Linked DNA regions of Mus musculus: region 2 is linked to region 1. Evidence: chromatin contacts called from public Hi-C data. All regions are on one chromosome and are shown on one strand. Each heading gives the region's core, a stretch centred on a gene start, on an enhancer-like site or on the middle of the called end of the contact. The rest is flanking DNA. Distances are from core to core; before and after follow the strand shown. Region 1 overlaps Cdk14 (cyclin-dependent kinase 14). Region 2 holds the start of Cdk14 (cyclin-dependent kinase 14).

Evidence for each region. Hi-C and Micro-C count contacts between places; a contact is called where the count stands out from the background.
Region 2: a Hi-C map of conventional type 1 dendritic cells shows a contact between it and region 1, with 2.2 times the contacts expected there. The contact joins the promoter of Cdk14 here to the enhancer-like site in region 1. A contact is called at or near these places in 14 of 484 Hi-C or Micro-C datasets (the C2C12 cell line, the MC38 cell line, the MC3T3-E1 cell line and 10 more), 4 of 115 datasets of contacts at active chromatin or transcription factors (bone marrow-derived macrophages, embryonic stem cells and pancreatic cancer cells) and 1 of 9 other capture datasets (adipose tissue).

The regions. Positions count from the first base shown.
Region 1 is chr5:5,317,977-5,323,639 of GRCm38.p6, forward strand. All of the region lies in intron 2 of Cdk14 (cyclin-dependent kinase 14), which reads right to left. Among named protein-coding and RNA genes, the nearest start is that of Gm30151, 50 kb to the right of the region's middle. Within about 2 kb of position 2,670, at least 123 of the 459 cell types and tissues checked have an H3K27ac peak or open chromatin away from gene starts, as enhancers often do. A contact at or near this core is called in the C2C12 cell line, the MC38 cell line, adipose tissue and 10 more, where this site is marked.
Region 2 is chr5:5,377,531-5,383,193 of GRCm38.p6, forward strand. Cdk14 (cyclin-dependent kinase 14) reads right to left here and starts at 2,721. Exons shown (of 15, transcript NM_011074.3): 1 at 2,505-2,721. The coding sequence starts at 2,595.

The DNA of each region.
Region 1 (5,663 bases), core at 1,420-3,919:
TAAAAACCATAATATAGACGCAGAGGGCCTGGTGCAGACCGTGCAGGCCCTGTGCGTGCTGCCTCGGGCTCTGTGCATATGAGCCTTGCTCATTTTGATTCAGAGACCCTTGTTTTCCTGGCATCCTCCACACTCGATCTTATACTCTTTCTGCTTCCCCTTCGGCACAGTTCCCTGAGCTCTGGGAGGAAGGATTTGGTGGAGACCCCCCACTTAGGGCTGAGTGGTCCAAGTTCTCTCACTCTTTGCATCATGTCTGCTGTGGGTCTCTGTATTCATTCCCATTGTCTGCAGGGGAAAGCTTCCCTGTTACAGCAATTCTTACGATCAAGAAAAGGATAACATGTATCCATCAAGTAATAAACAAACAAAACATAGAATATGCATAAAGGAGCATTATTAAACTACCCAAAAGAATGAAAGACTGTTACATACAATAGCAATATATCATAGAAATTATGATTCACAAGAAATTCCTCCCATGCAAAACCTATTTAGTGAATAAATACTATGGTCGAAGAAGGTTCGTGGCAAAGATCTGAAAATACATTACATGTCAGTCTCATCTCTGGTGGGATGGTGGTAGTAATTAAATCATGAAGGTAGAAATTAATTAATCATAAGGGTGGTGTTAGCACCTTTACTAGGAGGACAGAAGAGCAAAGCTTCACTCCATCTGGTCACCCTACAAATTCCAGCATTCTACAACCTAGAATAGCACCCTCACCGAACCTTTACTAGGCTGATGTTCCCCATGTCAGACCTGCAGCCTTCAGAACTGTTACTGTAAAGACAAAGAACCTCACTAGTAAATGCTGCTGTAAGACACCAGGATACAGTTATTTTGCTACACCAGCCTGGAGAAGCCAGGGTAGTACTGTGATGTCATTCCAGGAAATCTTTAGAAACAAAAATTAAGGACGTAGTTGTCAGTGGAGAGAGGGGAAATGCAATCAGATCGGCGTTTGATTTTAGGGTGATGAAAATGTTGAAAAGCTGCAATATTGTCCTAAGACAGTATTAGAAAAGCAGAAAAAAACAGTGGCTCACAAGGGATCCTGTTCCTGGAGAAAAATAAAACTAGACTTTGTAGCAAAACAAGACCAAAGCCATCCGCTGGATCTATAGCCCTAGCGGACGTCCGCTGGATCTATGGCCCTAGCGGAGCTACTCTTGCTCTGTGGTCCCTGGCTCCCTTACAGTGTAAAGAGAGCTCATAGTGTTCACATTTGTGGTAAAACTTAAATATTCAGCGACATTCTTAGCATGGAGTAACAAGGCCAGACAATAACTTCTCACGCTAAGCCCCATGCAATGGCTCACACCTGTAATCCCAGTACCCGAGAGGTAAGGCAGGAGGATGGAGACATTCAAGGACATCCTCAGCTACACAGTGAAGTCAAAGGCAGTCGGAGATACAGAAGACCCTGACTAAAAACAGCCAGAAATTAAACGTTTGTACTTTAGTCGCTAAGTCCAGCAGGCCATTAGTTAAAGCTTAAGGCAAGCCTTGGGAAAACAAATGACTCCCTAGAGCTGTGCTCTTCCCTAAAGCAGCCACTGGCAGCATGCGGTTACCTAAGTGAACTAACGTTAACAGTTCAGTTCTTCAGTCCCAAAAGCCACCTTTTACAGAGTGGACAGTAAGAATTATACAAAAGGGGCACTATTACACAGCACGGGTCTAGAAAATATAAAATGGTCATTGACAGGGATCCAGGACATCTCTGCCACCACGGCTCTAGAGAAGTAAAGATATTCAGATTAACTATCAGGGTTCATACCAGCCCTTAGGCCTTTATTCTAGCTTCAGTTTCTAACATTCTCTACCCAGGGTTGCATAAGAAAATAAAAACATGAAGAAAAGATTGGATTAACAAATTGCATTGAAAACAAACACACACACACACACACACACACCTCTTTGAGCAAGAAACAAAAATAAACTTGCAACCAAAGTCCTGATCATAGTTAATGATCCAGAGTGCTGAGTAAGCTCTCTCAGCATGTAAAACTATGATAGTCTCTTCATTCCACAAAACGAAGTCATTAAGGAAGTGAGATACTGTCATAGGAGCAGTCATCGCTAACAACCGAATGTTTATGGCACTAATCTTTATCAATAAATCTCTTAGAAAACATTTTGAAATACCACTTTCTGTGTGGCGTGACCTGGTTGATGTCAACAGGGGGCTTAAATATCCAAGAGCAACAAAAAATTATCAATTTTTGCCAGTAATTGTCTACAAAATATTTTCCTCATTATTGCTAGTTTTGTTATAAGTATAAAAAACACTTCCTGTTTGTGACTTGGAGTAAGAACAAGGAAGTAGAAAGTTGTTCCTCGCTCTCACTTTCTCTCAGTCACACAGACAGCAGTGCTCACCGAGTGTTCCTGGGAACAGGGCGGGGCCAGCTCAAGAGGCTCCAAGCCCCCACAAACTAAAATGAAAGCACTTGTTGGCTTCGTCCAGCAAGATCCTAGACCACTGTGTATGACATACTGAGCTTCAGATGCCAAAATATTAAGGTCAGACTTATGGTGGAACATTGGATAATAATTTTAAAACTCCCCCATTGCAGCTCCAAAGCTTTCACAGTCAAGCCCTCTGAAGGAAGCAAAGGAGGCCCCAGAAGAAAGGGGTTAGCGTTTGGTTTTCAAGAGGGTACATTTGGTTTGCCTTATTCCAGCTGTCGTATACTAGTAATTATGCCTGCCAAGTTGCAAAGCACTTTCCCCTGAGAGCTGTAAATGTTCTAAAAAGATGGGCTAATCTATGTTTGCAAGACCCCCAAGCAGCATGAGGGGCTTGCTATTCTCTAAAATGCAAAAAAAAAGAGCTGAGGTAACTTCACTAGAATTAAGCCCCTGCAAGTTAGATTTTCAGCTGGGAATGTATGTGTGCTGGCTCACACCACAAGCAACAAACCAGAAGAACTAACAGACCACAGGAACTCCAAGATCTTTCAACATGAGTCAATCTCTCTGAAGAAAGGCTGGCAAAGTCCCAGGATGTCCAACCCCCTGGCAGAATTACTAATGGCCACAGGAAACCATGAAGAATGAATGCCCTTTTGCCTACTCCACAGCAAGCAGGAGCCATATTAGCATCCCAAAGATGTGGTCACACTCCAGATCTGCATGTGAAATGTGTATAGAGCTTTCACTCTGAAATGCATCACTCATGTAAGGTTATGAAGTAGGTAAGTATTTACACTGATTTATATCAGATAATCAGCAAGCATCTCACCTCTAATTCTCAGCTTACACACAAATATGTGATTAATAATGTAAGAGGTCAGCATTTGCCGATGGCTTTGACCAGATCAACAAATTCCATTTACAGGATTAGAAATTGTATTACTCATCTGAAAATCAGTAGTTTGCCCCCAAAATTCTTCTTTCCTCAGGCAGATGAGTGGACTGAAGTACATGCTGTGAAACTCACAAAGAATCAATAAAACGGTTAAGAAGAAAAGAAAAAAGTAAAGTAATGAAAGAAAACATAGGCAGACAAGGTTATCACTAGCAAATGGTTCTGAGAGGGTCAAAGAGTGAGAGAATTGCTGAAGTTCAGGCAAGGAGCAAGTACTGAGAGAAGGGAGGGCGGGCCGCAGAGAGACACAGGGAAAGCTATAGAGAAACAGGTAGGAACTGACAAAGAGGAGCAGAAGAAATAAACATCCAGTGTCCTGCACTTGCCTCTGAGCTCCTAAATTCTTCTCACTGCTCAAATCCGGCTGCAGGATATTAGGTACAGGTGTTTCTTGGTGAAATCCACAGTGTGTCCCACAGTCTGTCCTCTGTCCACACATCTCTACTTGCAAATGTCCATTGCAGTGAGGCATCGGTCTGGTTCGAGATCTCTGCTTCCATGACTTGACACCATTACTAGAGGATCTTCATTAGGACTCCTGCTTATCCTGTTGTTGCCCTGTCTCCTGCGGCTCCTGCAGGTTTGGGTCAGCAGGACTGGCCCTTTCATTCATCCCAACTGTTTGCAGATTTGTAGATTTGAGGGGTGGGTCAATTCAGAGCTAAGAGCAGCATGGAGAAGACATCAGACCATCTCACGACACTCACAGAAACAATGCAGCCCCAGATAAGAGGCATCTTCACTATTTTGAGATCAGTCAAAATCCTAATTTCTGTCACTCTACCAATGTATGTCTTTGAGCAAATGAGTTGACATTTTAGCCTCAGATTCATCACTTGTAAAACACTACTAACTGGAGATACAAATATTAAATAAGAGGAAAAGATGTTCAAAGCCTGTGTCTAGGGAGCACCCTTGTCCCCCTGCACGTATCTAAGCACAGTATCTACCGCACCAGGACTCACTTGCTTTCACCCCTTCTCACTGTTAATACTGCTGCTGCTCTCCCCGGACACACAGTAAGGGGGTTCTGGACAGACAAGAGCTGGGCCTTTCTTCTCCACTGCCATGTTCCAAATGCACCTCCCCAAAATAGAGTTTTACAAACTGCAAAAGGGTAAGTGTGCAGTAAAGACGTGCGCAGGCCCTCTGGTAGACATAGAAAGGCTGAGTCAGTCCACTGCCCTGAAGAACAGAGGTAGCGCTAATGGCATTGCTGCCTGGTTATTTGGGTCCTTAATGCTCTCCTCTGATTCTTCAGTTCATATAACTATGCTTCCTCGTGTGCCATTATCCTTATGTACAGTACAAGTCACTCAGCAGATAGACCTTCTCAGCAAGTGCTTCAAATGTTAATATACACAAGCTATCAATCATTCCAACTGGGGACAAGAAGAAAAAGAGGGAATTAGGGTTTGCAAACAGAAACGGGAAATAAAGCAGATGGCGAGGCAGGGATAAGTGTCTCGGGGAAAATGAAAGAAAATGAGAGGAAATGAGTCTCGGCCTGGAGGCGCCCCCTGGTGCACTGGAGGCCACTGTGCAGCAGATGGAAGATGCCCCAGCAGCAGGCCCTCAGGCAGCCAGAGCTGGGTGGCAACACGAACTTACCTCCCATGCCCACGGTGATGGGAGCGGACTTCTTCTTTAAGCTCCCAGGTTCAAATCATTTCACAAGACTACCTAGCATCACAGAATACCTGTATTTCTGGACCTATTAGAAGGAGGAGGCTGGAGACATCCTGCGGGAGACCCGCTTCATAAAATGAGGGCAGAGATTCAGAAGCACTGAAATTTAGACACTCAACATATAGACAAAGGAGTGAATTTGAAAGAGTGCCTTCTCGATGTAACTTTCATGCCAAAGACTCACACATACACAGAAAATCAGACTGCAATCACGCCCTGCAACGGTCAGGGATGAGGTGTCTAGAAACCCGAATACCTGCATCGGTGTGTGGGGAAGCAGAAACCACACACAACAGGCATTTTAAATGTAGGGATTGAATATAAGATATTGGACACACGAGTACAGGAACCGAAATGTGAAAACGAGGCACTGATAATCAGATACGAGCTAGAGAGAAGCAGCTGCCAGGCCCAAGAAACACAAAGGAAGACGTGCCAGGTGCTCAGAGTGGAACTGATTTCTTTTCCCACCTTGGGAAGAGGTCAAGGCATGACTGGTGCCTGAGAACTCCTACAGAAGCTAGGAGCAAACAGGAGCTGAAAGAGCTAGCATTTGTGTCAGTTCCTTCCCTTCTGGGAGCCTTCCTGGGATGCCGT
Region 2 (5,663 bases), core at 1,471-3,970, 60 kb after region 1:
GCTCTCTTAGACTGGGTCATGGAATACATGGTGATGTTGGGTCGTTTGTTTATCCTTTGACCACTCAATGAAGAAAAGTAGGTAAGAAGGGACAAACAGAAATCGGAACTGATCCTCACCATGTTATAGATGATGTATCAGATAGTGTTATTCTGTCTCATTTGATCTCCACAATTATACAACTCTATGCAGGTGAGGATGCAGGAATTTAAGTGAATTACTGGTTGCCAAGGAAAAGAGAGGGCCAGGCTCACAACTGTCCAACTCCAACGCTTACCATGTTTTTAGGATGTTATACTACAAATCTGTAGCCACTTCTCCTCTTCTTCCTTTCTACCTATAACACTATCATGTCAGTATGATCTGATCCCTAATAATGACAACACGTTGCAAACATTTATTGAGTCCTCATTGCATGCCACACAAGACACTGCGTCATCATTTCACCAAGTGGGGAAAAAACCCACAGACCACATCCCTTGCTTATAAACTATATGAACCCATAGAAAAATCTCATTGCATTGTCTCTCGGTCCTCAAAAACATCCTTCAGTCAGCAAACTGAGTTCACTGCCTCTGAGTGTGAGGGAAAACATAGAAGATGACTTTTTCAGTAGTGCTCTTTCTAATAAATATCCTGGGTTTGGTGCATACACAACAAAAATCACTTAAAAATGTCAATAATTTCTTTCACAATGTACCACAGTAAGATCTGCTCTTCTGAGTCCTCTTTCAATAAAGACATTATCAGCTTTCTTTACTGAGCTGTACTGTTTCCTAGAGAATGGACATAAAGGCCACATAATCATACCAGGCATTGGTGAGGAGCGTTAGACTCAGAAGGGAGCTCTCACACGACTAAAGCCGAGGAATCCAGGAAGCCCAATTAACTATAATATCTACTGCCAACACTGCAGTTAATCCAAACAGTACTGATTGGCCATCAAACCCTAAAATTATTTAAACATACAGGATTTTTATATTATTACCCTTGGTTTCTTACTGAGACTCAACTGCAATGAATTATTTAACACAAAACTGGAGGGGCTCCAACGGAATCATTAGCATTAGTAACTATCTAGCTAATGTGCTTTAGAACAGGCCCTAATGGACTCCAGAACCCGCCTGGGTGGTGTTTTGGGTCCAGCCCTGAAACATCCTTGTTAATAATGCACAGACTCCACACCTCACTCTCACACTCCTCTTGGCTTCAAACTTCACTTGAATGTAGGACTCCACACTCACAGGCCTAACTCAGAAAAATGAGTCTGTGTACATTCAACGCATGTAATAAGTAAAGGCACGACTAATATGACTTCTGCACATGATTTACAGTGTTCTCAGGAAAAGCAAAGTGTCAAACAAAATTGATAATAATAATAATAATAATAATAATAATAATAAGCTTGACTAAATATTTATCCATGTTTTCATAGTTCATTGTCCATACATGCAAACTGTCTTCAGACTGCAGACACTCACTGGCACATCAGGGCTTTAAGGAATTAGCTTATGATTAATTAATTAACTTTCACTAACATAACAGGTGAGCCAAAGGCCAGAAGGTATGCTGGGACACTCCCATGTGTTGGCTTGGGGCTTATAGGATTCCCTTGCTTTGCACAGTTACCTGTATCAAAGAAAGTTAAGGACCAAAGTTTAGGTAGCAGCTATGCCTCCAGGTTTACAGGCACTTTCTGCCACCAACACTCAAGATTCAACAAACCCATTCCACCGGACACAGCTGTCATCTTGCTGCAGCCTATAGCATGTATTCATTAAGTATCCTAAACATTCCTTGAGCGTTTTGTTTTGTTTTGTTTTGTTAATGCTGTGTGTTTATGCTCTGTTAAGTTGGTTGATTTTTTTTTTAAAGAAGACAATAGCCTCTGGACTGCACTAATGGAGCAAGTTCAGGAGACATATTCATAAATGTCTCCACAACTTCACAGCTCACCCTTCACCACAGCAGCTGGAAGGTTTCAAGACCTACAAACCGAACACCCAAACCTCCAATTATAGGACCCGGAGTACGGAACAAAAGGTCCCAAGGTATCTGTCCCACTTCCTCTAGGTTGAGTACATTAAACAACATCAGGCACATGTCAACGTTTCAACAATTCCCAAAGCTAAATTATTGGCTAAGCACTTAAAACCAACTCGCTTTAAGTAACCTAGGTGGCCACAGAAACCCGATGGCGGTGGGGACCGGGTGTTCCCTCTCCGGTTCACTGCGGGCGCCAAAGATACTATTGGCGGGGAGGAGGAACTCAAATTGGAGGCTTAAGACAGTCCACGAACGAAGCCCAGGTCCTGGGGGCAGAGGGATGGCCCTCCAGCTGGTCCCTGCCCTAGCCTGGAGTCCTCTCCTTCATCCCTGGTTCGCAGCTCACCCCGAGGTGGCAGCCGCCTGGTTGGTGCCCGGAGCACGGAGTGGGCGCGGGGACTGAGGGAGCGAGCCCCGGGATCGCCCGCAGGACACTGGGGACAGTCGACTACACTCACCGATGCGGCTGAAACTCTCGGACAAAGTTCTCCTCAACTTCTTCATCTTGCCGATCTTCTCGGCCGGCTGCGGTTCAATGAGGTCGCACATCTGGGCGGCGTAGGGCCCCGGCAACTTCGCGAAACTGGTCCAGCGCAGCGCAGCGCAGCGCAGACAACGGCGGGCGAGGGCGCGCGGCGCGGGGAAGGCGGCGCCTCGTCCTGCTCCTCCGCCTCCGCCTCCTCGCGGGCCGCGGGCGACGCGCAGCGCTCGCCAGGCTGCGGGGCTCGGGCCTGGGCCGAGGCTGGGCGCGCGGGGGCGTCTTACGTGGTGCCGGGGGCTGCCGCCATCCCCGCCGCCCGGGGGCCCCCGCGCTGCGCGGCCGCCCGCCGCATTTTCCCTCCTTTGTAAGCAAGAGCCGCGCGGCCGCGGCCGGAGATGGGGGTCCGCGGACGAGGAGGCGCAGGCGGCTGCGGACCGGGCGAGCGGGACAAGTTCCCCAGCCCGAGGGGCGGCGCTGCACGGAGACCTGCGACTGCCCTCGCCGGAGGCCTGGCGCCCGGGACCCCCGCGCGACCCCGCGCCGCGCTCCGGCTCCGAATCCGACTCCGACTCCCAGGCCTCCGCCGCCCTCCCGGACCCGCCGCGCCCGGGCGGCGCCCCCTCCCGGCCGCCCGCGCTCCGCCCGCCGCGGCCGCGCTCCTTCCGCGCGCTCCGGGACCGCAGCCCGCAGGCGGGCCAGTCCACCCGGTGCGGTCCGTGTTGGCCCACGACCCGGAAATGTTGGGGAGTGTCCGACGAGGTGCTCGAAGACCTTGGGGACGCATTCGGGTTTAGGATAGACTTTATGGCGTGGGGTGGTTGGTTTTAATTTGCAGGGAAAGTGGGTGCTCCAAAGGGCAGGAGAGGCCCCATTTTATTGGGGTACAGTGCAAAAGCTGAAAATGCTCCCCACCCCGGAACTTCTAGAAGTCAGGGCACCTGCGTTTTGCCTCAGCCCTGTCTCTGGGTGACAGGAATGTCACTGTGGGTGACTCCTCAGCAGGATACTCTGGTCATCGGTAAACTTACAACCTATTGTCACCTCCTTTCCCCACTTCAGTGAATGAACTTGAAAAGGATCTTAAGAGTGGCTTTTTTAAAAAGCCCCGGGACAAACAGTTCCGGCAGAAAACAGTCTTTTTTTTTTTCTAATAAATGAGGTGCTCCAAACGTCAGTCTCCCAGGGGAGGGTGAAGGAAGATGGGGGTTGGCCTGGTGTACTGATTATGGGCCAGCAAAGTCCTTATGAAAGAAACGTTAGTGATCTTGAGTCATCTGGCTGGGTAAGTAATAGGAGCTTTTGTGGGTGTGACAATGCTGTTTAGTTTAAAGGAAGTTTTGGGGAGTTTGTGTTTTGTCGAAAGATGTTTATCTTAAAACAAAAACTAGCCCCCTGCCTTCCTTAAATTGTGAGGTAGAACACTGATTTGTTCTGCCCTGTGCTGAGCACATTACAGGGTTTTGGTAGATTGCCACTGATAAAAAGCTGCTAGCTAGTCAAGCCAAGCCCCTAACAGGAGAGAGCCAGGAATCCATAGCAAAGTCAAGAGAGTTTAAACGCAGGGATGTTGGGTCCTGACAGCCATATCTCAGTAATTACAGAAAGCACCAACTGTGGCTTCATGCAGGAAAAAAAGTTTTATTGACATTTACCACTTGGTCAGACTAATTAGAAAATTAGCAGTTACAACTGAACTCACAGAGAGAGAAACAGAGACAGAGTGAGACACAGAGACACAGAGAGATAGAGACAAAGAGAAAAAAGAGACGGAGAGAGATCCAAACACTGATGCCTTCTTCCAGTCAACAAAGTTGAAAAAATAGCTAATGATAAAACCTTAGAGCGCTATGTATCTGCAGCTGTACTGCTGTCTCCTTTAGAAATGTCTGATCTGAGTACAGAGAGACACAGGCCCAGTGTCGTGGCTCAGTAGTGAGTGTTTGCAGCCGGCATGCTTTGTGTACGTGTGCTGTGCGTGTACCTGCACGTGCATGGGTGTGATAGCCTTTGTGTACATGTGCTGTGCGTGTACCTGCACGTGCATGGGTGTGATAGCCTTTGTGTACATGTGCTGTGTATGTGTACCTACACGTGCATGGGTGTGATAGCCTTTGTGTACATGTGCTGTGCGTGTACCTGCACGTGCATGGGTGTGATAGCCTTTGTGTACATGTGCTGTGTATGTGTACCTACACGTGCATGGGTGTGATAGCCTTTGTGTACATGTGCTGTGCGTGTACCTGCACGTGCATGGGTGTGATAGCCTTTGTGTACATGTGCTGTGCATGTACCTGCACGTGCATGGGTGTGATAGCCTTTGTGTACATGTGCTGTGTGTGTACCTGCATGTGCATGGGTGTGATAGCCTTTGTGTATGTGTGCTGTGCATGTACCTGCACGTGCATGGGTGTGACATCCTTTTTACCTTCCCAATATTTCTAATATTCTAAACTTTGAAAAGCCAGTTTACAATCTATGCATACAAAGCTATTGTTTGTGACCGTTTTTTAAAATAACATGAACTTGTGTCACTATATCTAGGGTTAGTAGGGGAAAACATTTAATATTAAGCTGTGGCAAAATATGCAAAATATATATATACATTTCTGAAATTTACGAAATTTCTGGAAACAAAAGGAGAAACTTAAGAGAATATTCTAGATGGGGCACAACTTTGTCCTTAGACGTTATACTTGAAAGTAGAATCTGAGTATTTTGCCCCCCAAATGCATTAATTTTATGTTGCAAAAATACTAACTTACAACATCATGGGTATTAATTTCCCTTTTCTGTCTCGACTCCAGACGTCCAGCCCTGTGCACTAAAGCAGAGCAGTACATCTGGCAGATGAGACCTGTGTCCAGTGACAAGCCAAGTGAACCCTGGCAACTGAATAGCCAGCTTTCTGCTCCATGTTTGTACGACACTGGCACGTTATGCAGGAAGCCTACAGAATAGAGAAGGAAATTAACTTCATGCTTTTGAGATATGTGTACTTCTGTTTAAGGGTTCAACGTGTGTGTGTGTGTGTGTGTGTGTGTGTGTGTGTGTGTGTGTGCGTGCGTGCGCAACATCTGAAGACAAGGACATAAGCTTATCTAGGGACTAATTGGCAAGTGCTGACTCAACCAAATTC